2 separate regions of the Ovis aries genome follow, and region 1 is linked to region 2. The links are chromatin contacts, called in public Hi-C maps. All regions are on one chromosome and are shown on one strand. Each heading gives the region's core, a stretch centred on a gene start, on an enhancer-like site or on the middle of the called end of the contact. The rest is flanking DNA. Distances are from core to core; before and after follow the strand shown. Region 1 overlaps MSANTD3 (Myb/SANT DNA binding domain containing 3). Region 2 has its middle 24 kb from the start of CAVIN4.

What was found. Hi-C and Micro-C count contacts between places; a contact is called where the count stands out from the background.
Region 1: a Hi-C map of hypothalamus shows a contact between it and region 2, with 5 times the contacts expected there. The contact joins two enhancer-like sites. A contact is called at or near these places in 4 of 16 Hi-C or Micro-C datasets (hypothalamus, muscle, skin fibroblasts and 1 more).

The regions. Positions count from the first base shown.
Region 1 is chr2:22,707,731-22,710,552 of ARS-UI_Ramb_v3.0, forward strand. The region is part of intron 1 of MSANTD3 (Myb/SANT DNA binding domain containing 3); the gene reads right to left. Among named protein-coding and RNA genes, the nearest start is that of MSANTD3, 14 kb to the right of the region's middle. Within about 2 kb of position 1,526, at least 8 of the 54 cell types and tissues checked have an H3K27ac peak or open chromatin away from gene starts, as enhancers often do. A contact at or near this core is called in hypothalamus, where this site is marked.
Region 2 is chr2:22,544,649-22,547,348 of ARS-UI_Ramb_v3.0, forward strand. No RefSeq gene overlaps it. Among named protein-coding and RNA genes, the nearest start is that of CAVIN4, 24 kb to the right of the region's middle. Within about 2 kb of position 1,438, at least 2 of the 54 cell types and tissues checked have an H3K27ac peak or open chromatin away from gene starts, as enhancers often do. A contact at or near this core is called in hypothalamus, where this site is marked.

The sequences.
Region 1 (2,822 bases), core at 276-2,775, 160 kb after region 2:
TGGGCCCTCGGCAAAATTTAATGAATCCATGTCTTTTGATGTGGACATAAAACTGCCTACATGCACAGAAGAGTATCATATGTGATAAAATAATCAGTACACCAAAAGCTGCACGAAAGTAAAAATGGTCAAATAAAATAGCAAAGTCCAAATATGATGGAAATTCCTCGTGGGCTAAGCAAAGACCCATAGACAGAACTAAATAAAATAGCAGGATTTCAATACTATAAAAGAACAAAGAGGAAATAATCAGCACAATTCCCAAAACAATAACACTGACTAAACCACCGGAAGACTGTAATAAGTACATTTAATATCCACCTTAAAAATCCATCTGTTAGGGGACTAAATGTTTGTATTCAACCCATCCCCCTAAAAAAACATATTTGTTGCAACCGTAACCCTCACAGTAACTGTATTTGGAGATAAGCTTTTAAGGAAGCAATTAAGATTGAATGAGAAAACAGGCCGAGAAGCAACAGTTAGCACTGAGCATGGAACAACAAATGGACTGGTTCAAAATTGAGAAAGGAGTGCATCGAGGCTGTATATTGTCACCTTGTTTATTTAACTTATATGCAGAGTACATCATGAGAAATGCTGGGCTGGATGAAGAACCACAAGCTGGAATCAACATTGCCAGGAGAAATATCAATAACCTCAGATACGCAGATGGTTCCACCTTTATGGCAGAAATGAAAGAGGAACTAAAGAGCCTCTTATGAAGGTGAAGGAGGAAAGTGAAAAAGCTGACTTAAAACTCAACATTCAAAAAATGAAGATCATGGCATCCAGTCCATCACTTCATGGCATACAGATGGAGAAACAATGGAAACAGTGGCAGACTTTATTTTGGGGGGCCCCCAAATCACTGCAGATGGTGACTGCAGCCATGAAATTAAAAGATGCTTGCTCCTTGAAAGAAATCTATGATAAACCTAAACAGTGTATTAAAAAGCAGAGACACTACTTTGCCAACAAAGGTCCATCTACTCAAAGCTATGGTTTTTCCAGTACTCATGTATGCATGTGAGAGCTAGACCATAAAGAAGGCTGAGCGCTGAAGAATTGATGTTTTTGAACTGTGGTGTTGGGGAAGACTCTTGAGAGTCCCTGACTGCAAGGAGATCAAGCCACTCAATCCTAAAGAAAAAAGTCCTGAATATTCATTGGAAGGACTGATGCTGAAGCTGAAGCTCCAATGTTTTGGCCACCTGATGGAAGAATAGACTCATTAGAAAAGACCTTGATGGTGGGAAAGATAAAAGGCAGGAGGAAAAGGGGAAGACAGAGGATGAGATGACTGGATGGCATCACTGACTCAATAGACATGAGTTTTAGCAAGCTCCAGGAGATGGTAAAGGACAGGGAAGCCTGGCATGCTGTAGTCCATGGGGTCGCAAAGAGTTGGACTGCATGACTGAATAACAACAACAAGATGGAATGAGGTCATAAGGGTGGAGTCCTGGCTCAAGAAGATTAGTGACCTAATAAGAAAAGACAAGAGAGCTCTTGTTCCCTGCCTCCCCAACCACCACCAACCGCTGGTTACAAAGAGGTCGCGTGAGCACACAGAGATGGCAGCCACCTACAAGCCAAGAGAAGAGGCCTCAGAATGAAACCTACTTTACTGGCACCTTGATCTTGGACTTCCTAAGCTTCCAGAACTGAAAGAAATAAACTTCTGTTGTTTAAGCCTCCCCCCCGCCCGCAACCAGTCTGTGGTATTTTATTATGGCAGGCCAAGGTGACTAATACACCGTGCGATAATATTCTAAGTCCACTAAGGATGAAACGAAGTCCTAAAATTTGGGCAAAGACTAGAGAAAGTTGGCCAAATTTGATCTCTACTGCCCTTTGTAGGAACCATGACCAAAAATCATGACACTGGGACTTCAGACAGCTGTTAGGATATGAACTACTGCTCTTAAAGTGGAGACACTGGATGCAGAAAACCTGGGCTCAAATCTTAACTTTAGCACTCACTTAGCAGTGTGACTCTGGGCACGTCAATGAACCTCATGCTTCATCTGTAGTAAGATGAAGTCATACCCCCTACTCTGCCTTAGTCCCTCTATATGACTGTCCTGCAATAGGAGTCAAGAAGCACAGACTAGATCTTCAATAAATTTTAGTTATTTCCACCCCTATCACCCATACTGAACTGCTTCCAAAAGTCAAACAGTGGTCTAAATACCACATACACTCAAATACTTATTGGTTCTTCTATTAACTGGAAAAAAAAAAAAAAAAAAAAACCCCGTCAACAGATATGTAATGAATTCCTGCCAAAGGCTCAGTACTGTCCTAGAATATGTGGCAGATACAAAGACAGTCTGAACCACAGAGCCTGGAAAGAGCACTGGCATGCAGAAACTGACAACCGGAAGGACAGGCACACTGAGACCATCACACAGGACAAAGCACCCTGCTCATTCAGAAGGGGGAGGAGGTTAATTTGCACTCTTCATGAACAAGAGAGGACATCTGAGCTAGATCTTTTAAGAATGTATAGGATATGAACAGAGACCGCTGAAGGAGATCATGCAGATAAATAATTGATAAGGAAGGGCCTGGATTTTGAGTGGCGGCGAGTTAATGGAGAGGAGGCAGTGCGTGCCAGGGGCTGTTTCAAAGGGAGAAATGGCCAGGATGCGTGTGTGTGTACACTATGGTGGGGGATCAAGAGAAAGCAGAGGCAAAGAGAATGCACGAGGATTAAAGAAGGCACTGGACGGGGGAGCGGTATGTCTTAAGATTCAGCAGAAAACAAAACAAAACAAATTCAGGAGACCACGGTCCAGTGAAGACACAGTGCAGCA
Region 2 (2,700 bases), core at 188-2,687:
TCCAACACTACAGTTCAAAAGCATCGATTCTTCAGTGCTCAGCTTTATCATCCAGCTCTAACATCCATACCTGACTACTGGAAAAACTACAGCTTTGACTAGATGGATCTTTGTTTGCAAAGTGATGCCTCTGCTTTTTAATATGCATATATATACTTGACTTCCCTGGTGGCTCAGACGGTAAAGCGTCTGTCTACAATGCGGGAGACCTGGGTTCGATCCCTGGATCGGGAAGATCCCCTGGAGAAGGAAATGGCAATCTACTCTAGTACTATTTCCTGGAAAATCCCATGGACAGAGGAGCCTGGTAGGCTACAGTCCATGGGGTCGCAGAGTCGGACACGACTGAGCCACTTCACTTCATATACTTTAAAACTGTAAGTATTCTAAAGAAAAGCTAGAAGGACAGAATGCTATGAGAGCTTGACTTGCCCAGCCTGGGAGTGGGGTGAAGGCAGGGAAAACTTCTCTGAAGAAGTGTCATTTGAGCCAGAATCTGAAAGATGAATGGGCATTACCAGGCTTGTGCTTGGTTGTTGGTATGGGTAGGGTGGGAGAGAAGAGGACCAGTACGGAAACTGCCTATGCAAAGGTCCTGAGACAGGTGGAACAAGATGTTGGAGGACCTGAAGGAAGACCAGCGTATCTCGGCATGTCTAGAATTCAGAAACTGAGGGGGAAGAGCAGTAAAAGATGACCTGAAGTGGCAGGCAGGAGCCAGGTCCTACAAAGCCAAGTGGGCCTTTTTCCTTAAAAGTCATGAAAGCCACTGAACAATTATAATCTTTATGTAATATAAATGGTATACCTTACGCAGCATATTCAGCTATTCCAAATCAGTGCAGATAAAACGGATCATATAGATAAAGTAAGTTAAAACCTAAATTCTGCTAATCTTAAGTGCTGAGGGCAAAAAAGAAAAAGTTTGTTAACGCAGACACTATCATTACAATAGCCTACTTCTTTACCTCTAATGGCTGCTTGTGGTTCCTCTGAAAAATAACACCTAGCTGTTACTGACTGCTTACTTAATGTCAAGTGCTCAGCATAAATTACCTCACTTAATACAAAGTGGGACAGTTTAGAAAGTCAGATACAAAGAACACAGCACACCCAAGCTCTCACAGTCAGGATGTAAATGGCAGAGTAAACGGCAGAGCAGGACATGAAGCCAGATGTCCAATTACAAAGCTAAAGCTCTTGACTGCTGCACTAAACACCCCACTTAAGCTTTGGGAAATACCTAACTGCACCTGACTTTGAGTATTTTCCCCACTGCCCTAAACTTCCTCTCATCATGCCTGCTCATGAGCTCAGACCCCTTTTGTAAATCAGGGTTAACTTGACTCCAGGTCAGGTTTGGAACACACACACCCTTAGATACCACACAACAAACCACAGGCTACCTTTTGAGGGCCTCTCCTAGAACCAGAGCACTTTCTCCTAGTGATCCCACCCGATCCTCATTTATTCTCCCTTTACCAGCCCATGACTTTGCTGCCACATCTTCTGGCAGGTAAACCAACCAGTTTTAACAAATACTTGCTAGAGGAATGCAAGCTTACCAGAATATAAGCACGTGAAAAACGAAGCAAATCTATTACAATCTCCTCTAAAATTCTATGATTGTTTATCATCCTGTTTGTGATTTTTATGTTAAAGCTTGCCCTCTCTCTCTAATCAAAAGTGGTTATGTTCCAACTTGCAGGTTTATAAACACTTGAGAAAATATCCACTAGATGTCAGCCTTGAACTACAACAGGTTTCCTGGGATGCAGCCAAGGACTATTAAGGAGAGAGCATGGAACTGCAAGTGTTCCAAGAATGAGTTTCCTTTGCAGTCTGAACTAAGGAACTTTAGCTAGCTTTTTCTATGAACACAGTGGTTTTTCAATGAGTATAAACAGATCAATAAATTACATCATGTCACATGCTCAACAAGTTCTAACATGCGGCCCCTTGTTCAAAGTAAAAATCCAACTCCTTACCACAGCTATAAACACTCTTCCATCCTTACCCACTTTAGCCATAGTCCCCTGAACACACCTGAAACTCTTTTCCCAGATATTCTTGCATTAGACTCAGGACCCTGACTGTGGCCACCTTCTCAGAGAGGCCTTCCTGGCCACCCTTTGACCCAGCACCCACCTGGCACCACCCCACCCTCTTACCTTGACCAATTTTTTCCGTAACACTTTTTCCCTGCCTAACATGGAACAACAGACTGGTTCCAAATAGGATAAGGAGTACGTCAAGGCTGTATACTGTCACCCTGCTTATTTAACTTACATGCAGAGTACATCATGAAAAACGCTGGGCTGGAAGAAGCACAAGCTGGAATCAAGACTGCCAGGAGAAATATCAATAACCTCAGATATGCAGATGATACCACCCTTATGGCAGAAAGTGAAGAGGAACTAAAGAGCCTCTTGATGAAAGTGAAAGAGGAGAGTGAAAAAGTTGGCTTAAAGCTCAACATTCAGAAAACGAAGATCATGGCATCTGGTCCCATCACTTCATGGGAAATAGATGGGGAAACAATGGAAACAGTGGCAGACTTTATTTCGGGGGGCTCCAAAATCACTGCAGATGGTGACTGCAGCCATGAAACTAAAAGACGCTTACTCCTTGGAAGAAAAGTTATGACCAACCTAGACAGCATATTGAAAAGCAGAGACACTACTTTGCCAACAAGGGTCC